2 separate regions of the Mus musculus genome follow, and region 1 is linked to region 2. A link is a contact called in public Micro-C data. All regions are on one chromosome and are shown on one strand. Each heading gives the region's core, a stretch centred on a gene start, on an enhancer-like site or on the middle of the called end of the contact. The rest is flanking DNA. Distances are from core to core; before and after follow the strand shown. Region 1 holds the start of Scg2 (secretogranin II). Region 2 has its middle 40 kb from the start of Scg2.

The links. Hi-C and Micro-C count contacts between places; a contact is called where the count stands out from the background.
Region 1: a Micro-C map of the AtT-20 cell line shows a contact between it and region 2, with 2.4 times the contacts expected there. The contact joins the promoter of Scg2 here to the enhancer-like site in region 2. A contact is called at or near these places in 2 of 484 Hi-C or Micro-C datasets (the AtT-20 cell line and nephron progenitors), 1 of 115 datasets of contacts at active chromatin or transcription factors (embryonic stem cells) and 2 of 9 other capture datasets (adipose tissue and liver).

The regions. Positions count from the first base shown.
Region 1 is chr1:79,438,654-79,441,560 of GRCm38.p6, forward strand. Scg2 (secretogranin II) reads right to left here and starts at 1,373. Exons shown (of 2, transcript NM_009129.3): 1 at 1,303-1,373.
Region 2 is chr1:79,399,021-79,401,802 of GRCm38.p6, forward strand. No RefSeq gene overlaps it. Among named protein-coding and RNA genes, the nearest start is that of Scg2, 40 kb to the right of the region's middle. Within about 2 kb of position 1,526, at least 10 of the 459 cell types and tissues checked have an H3K27ac peak or open chromatin away from gene starts, as enhancers often do. A contact at or near this core is called in the AtT-20 cell line, where this site is marked.

The sequences.
Region 1 (2,907 bases), core at 123-2,622, 39 kb after region 2:
ATCTTGAAAGCCATATTGAGTGCATTTGCTTTAAGATCATTATCTTGACATACTCTTAACACATCTTAGCATATGGATTACGTGATTATCTGAGAACCCACTACTTTGAAGGGAGGTTTTTCTGTAGAATTAGAGAAAGAATGCACATTGCAGTTTGAACCACAGCCTAACATGCATGGCCGACTCGTCGCTGACTCTGGTTTACTTTAGATGACACCGTTATTGCTTCTAACACTCAAAGGACTTCATTTCTCTAGGAGCTGCTCTTGCAAGCAGTGAAGATGGCTTTAATAGTTCTAACACCTTACACAGTGTTTGATTTAAAATTTAATTTTCTGAAGTCTAAATGGTAGGAACATTGTGTCTCCTCAGACAGCTATTATTGATGCCCCTTACAGTAAAAAACATCTTTCCTATGAAATCAGCTGGAACATTGACACTGAACCATCAACACATGTGAGTAAATCTGATTCAAACAACCCACCTAGTTAGGATAAACAAAAATAAATTTGCTTCAATCAACCTCTTCAGCAAGTAACATATCAGCTTTTCCAACCAACGCATAAAAATTACAATCACAGTCCATACCGATCTATATATTTTCTTCCCTGGATTCAAAGTTATCATTTCTCTGTGATTCCTAGTAACATGAACCTTTCCCACAAAGTGATAGTTCATCTTTGAAAAGGGGAAAATGTCAATGTTCAAAATTATTCTAAGCTGCTTTCTCAAGACTAAAATTAGCACATAATAACATAAGCCCTTCTGGAATATACCAGTTCATAAAATAATTAATAATTAATTCAGAGTTCCCTTAAGGTGAATATCAAAGAAAGAAAACAAATCTAAATTTTTTGCCTCTGTGACTCATATGATTGATGACATTTGAATCCTTTTAAACTGTCTGTTAAGATTATTAAGCATATAAAATTATATTTTTGGTTCTATATCTGACTCTTGGGAGAAAAAGAACACATTAGAGAAAGAATCAAAACATAAGGTTTGGTTAACTTTACATTAATCGGCATGTTGACGTTAAAATTCTCAACTTTTCTGCTCTCCTTGCATACAGTTTTACTCAGTAACATTATAGTTAATGCATATTCTCTGACAAGTCCTGTAAATCACAGAGCCCCTCATTTCGGCACACACGTATAGAGTATCCTTGCCTAAAAAGCAGCAGGTTGTCCGGTTATTCTATCAATATAAGCTTGCCAACGGTCTTTTTCCTCTCATCTGGGAAAACAGGGAGGGACACTCAAATGAGAACTTTCCAGTAAATAGAAGAGAAAGCAGTCTTACCTCTGTCTTATATTATGTGGAAGGCTCCAAGCATGCTCCTCTCTGCCGCTGAGTGAGGGCTCGGGCCGTTTCAGCACCGGACAGCTCCTCGGCTTATAGAGAGCCTGGGCGCCTGACTCCGCATTCCACGCTGACGTCACCGGCTCAGCCTCAAACCCCAGCGCAGGCGAGCTTTTTCAAAGAATCCGAGAGAAAACAATCACTTTAGATATTTTTTTAAAGCGTTGCATGCTTACGCCACCTGTCTTATGTAGCAAAAACTACAGCTTCTTCCCCCTTCTTTTATCTCTGAGGCTCGAAATAAAATGTTCAGCACAAATTCCCTTAGAAAGGAAGAAATCTGTCAGATAGACATGACTAATTGCAAGGACATCTCTGCGTTTTCACGCCTTGTTTAGAAAGGTTTCTTGGGCTTGCTGCCATGTCATAAGAATTTTACAGATAATGACTATCTTTTTATTTGTGCCTATAAAGAAATACGTTCTCATTTCCTGGTGCAGCCACAATTGAACAGAACATTGCAAATATGATAGATCGTATTTCATATCATGACTCCAGGCAGAACTGTTTTAAAACTGTTTAGTTTGAGCAAAAAAGGTGAGATGCTTAATTTTTTTTTTAATGAGAATCAACTCCAATTCTTTCAGCACAGTGTTCAAAATGAGAGTTCACAGACGCTCAAGTTGTTGATACTTCTATATGAGGCCATTCAAATCTTCAGCAAAATCAGGTGTTGCAAGAGATAGCTAAGAAACTGTGCTCCAAAAAACATACTGCCTACCAGGAAGGGAGGGATTACTGCTAGAAGAGAGAGAGTGGGGGTGGAAGGGGGAGAGAGAGGGAGAGAGATTGAGAGATTTTCATATGCCTAGAGCCCTCTTGGCATCAAGAGAACATAGTACCACAGAAATACTTCTAGGTTTTGGTTGAGTAAGTTGAGGTGACTAACTTCAATGAATGAGAACCATCCAAGGAACAATGTCAGAGTTAACCCACCGCTTCTTGGATTTATAATTCATAACCATGGCTGTACTTTGCCGTGGAACTTGATTAGGTACCTTAATAATTTATACAGGTCTAAATTTTTAACTTTATTTTATTAAAGATGTGAGTCCTCTAACCCTGTATATACTGAAATATATTTCTGAGAACTGAGAGAATCTTGTTGTATGAGGTCCTCTAAAAGTCTCTGCTGACTGAACAATCACATTCCAATTTTATCTACCCACCAACTGAGTTATGATGCTTATGAGGTGCCAGATAGTTTGTGAACTACTGGGAAAAGAAAAAAATGAATATAGTTTTCTGGCTTTAAGAAGGCTTTAATCAATGGGGATGAAAGATAGATTATTTTAATATACATTGGAAAGCACTAAAGAGAAGGCTATTCAGAAGGCTTTGAAAGTTTTGTGGCATTTGCAAAACTCAAGAAGAAGGAAGAAGAAGGAAGTGTGGATACTTTGCTCCTTCTTAGAATGGGAAACAAAGTACCCATGGAAGGAGTTACAGAGACAAAGTTTGGAGCTAAGACGGAAGGAAAGACCATCCAGAGACTGCCCCACCCGGGGATCCAGCCCATATACAACCACCAAACCCAGACACTAT
Region 2 (2,782 bases), core at 276-2,775:
GAGGTTTATTGGGTCTTTCTACTAGTCACCAATTTACTGACCTTTCTGTAGCCAGAGAGATGACTGGGAACAAGAAGAAATGACCATGTACCATTCAGGGAAGTTCCACAATAGAGTGTACTTGGTATTTGTAGAATGTGTTCAGCATTATTCTTGGCACAGAGCATGGTCTTAATTCAAGCCTGATAGTACCAGTAGGTAGCACCCACACCTATTCAAAGAAAAAAACTGCAAGCTCTTCAAAGTCAGTCTGATGAGCAGAAACCTCAATATTTATAAGTCAATTGACTTCCTTTTATTGAAGCAGAGGGTCTGTGTTTGCCTTCTGTTTATTGGGAATGGTTATTTACTCTAGTGTATACATAAGCTTTATCTCTATTTTCATATTGCCAGAAGTCCTGTGATCCTCCTTTCAAGATGTCAGTAACAGAGAAAATTATACATGAAAATCTCCCTGTCAAAATTATTTGCAATACAAATTAATTTGTTCATTTACTTATGTAGCACTTATTATGTGGCTGAAGATACATGAATAAAATATAGTACTTCTCCCTTCCAGGCATAAAACAGAGAGCTTATTCTTTCATGTGCAAAGAACTTTTACAAATCAGTAAGTGAAAGTCAACAAAAAATTTAATCACAGATATGAAAAAGATAGTTATTACACACGTATGTATGCAAACACACAAAGGTGATCAACAATTTAAAATGGTCTCTCCATATCAGAGACATGCAAATCAAATTCCTATGACGCCATCTAGCTCGGCTCAATGACACTGTTGCTATGTTAGGATCAGATGTTAGGTGAAGAAGATATTCATTCCAAGGAGACCACAATAGTACAATTACTAAGATCAAAGCCACCCAACTTTTAAACTTATCATCTATAGATAATAAGGGAAAAAATGAGAAAACTAGAGAGGTCTTCGGGAAGGTGTTCTGAAGAACTGCTTTGGAAGTTCCTCTTCTGTGGGAACCCTGAGGAGATCCCATGATGCCACCCTGATTCTGGAAGAGTTTCAACCAGAGCACTGAATGGGACCCCGCTTCATAGTTAGGGGATATAGTAGTTTCAACTAGAATGACCTCCATATGCTTATATCTGACTATTTAGTACCCAATTGGTAGAACTGTTTAAGAGCAATTTGGAAGTATGGTCGTGCTGGAGAAGGTGTGCCACTGGGACGGGCTTTGACATTTCAAAAGATTCATGCCATTCCAATTTCTTTGCCCCCACACCCTTGCGTCATGATTATGGATCAAGATGTGAGCTCTCAGGTATTCCTTCATTCTGGCATCATGAATTCCAGTCCTCTGAAACAGCAAACCCCAAGTTAAGCACACTCTTTTATAAGTTGCCTTGGTCGTGGAGTTTGATCATAGTAGTCCAAAGGTAGCTAAGGCAGGAACTGTGCACAGCCTGCACCCAACTCCGGCATGAAAGGCAGCCTTTCTTGTCTGTTCATCTAGCACCTATTTTCAAAGTGCTTGTTCTGCACGTCACCACTGGGCACAGAGCCCAGCAATGAACAAGGTCTGACAGGATGTCACCATGTAGAGCCCATGAATGCATTAGTGTCGAGGCTGTCTGTTTACCTATTCACCTTCTTTGTGTTGATCATTCATGAAGATTAGATTTATGGGGCGTTTCAGGTGGACCATTAAACATCTACCCAGGTGCTCAATATAATAATGGTTCTCCCTCTGGAGAGATCATATTTTGAAATAATCTGCAAAGAAGAGAAACTCCTATCTGTTGGGCTTGATTTTGTTGTTTCCTCAAGTGAAGTACCTACAATGCATGTGTTTCTTCAAGTCTTGTTTACCAGATTGCCTCCCCTACAAATATGAAAGTGCATGAATGTTGATGGATAGTATTTGTGAAAAGGGAGAGAATCTTCAATAGCACACTAGCATTTAGTGTGCTTGTCTGGAACCTAGCTTTCTCCAGAAATCTACCTGAAAGCCACCCTACTCCCCACAGTTGGGAACTTAGAATGCTAAGGTGAAAAAAAAAATCCAGCTGTACAGAGCTGAACATGGTTCTGTTTCTTTCATTGTTCCCAAAATAGCCCTCAAGTTTTGGTGTAGATGACAGGAAGGAGCAGATGGTTCGACTGAGCCTTGGAGGAAGCCACCACCTGTCTTCTTCTCAGGGTCCTGTGAATATTTTGCTTTGCCTTGTGCTCTTAGGGATCAGCACTAGCCAGGTCTCTTCTTTTTACACTAATTTTTGAGCTTCCCCTTAAGCCTAGCCTGGCTTCACTTCAGAGGTGTACTGTGAGAGCTGAGCATCTCTGGGAGAATAGAGCCCAGCTTGTGACATTTACCATTGACCCTGGTGTCGGTCCTCCCGCTGGGATGGATTTTAAACAGCAGATTCTCAGAGTGATGTAAACGCTGGGCTCCCTAGGCATTACTGCAAGTCCACTTTCCTATTTTCTCTCTCCTCCTTTCTAGACCTCTGCTGAGGTGACCCCTGAACCACATGTTCTGCTTCTTTTGTTCAGAAAAAAAGCATCTGCTGCTGCTGTTTTGGGTTGTGCGTGGCTGACCCGGTTTTCTTTACGCTGCTCCTGCAGCACCTAGCATCCATCGCCCACCCCCACCCCTTCCCTTGGTTCTCTTCAGACACCTGTGACCTTGGCCCCATTTCTTCTTTTCTTTGACTGCCCATCTTTCAAGCTGCAAGGAGATTGTATTGTTCATTTTAGCACACTAGCTGTAGCTATTTTATTAATTTCTCTGTTGTGCTGGACCCCTAAGGAGGTAGGCTTGTGTC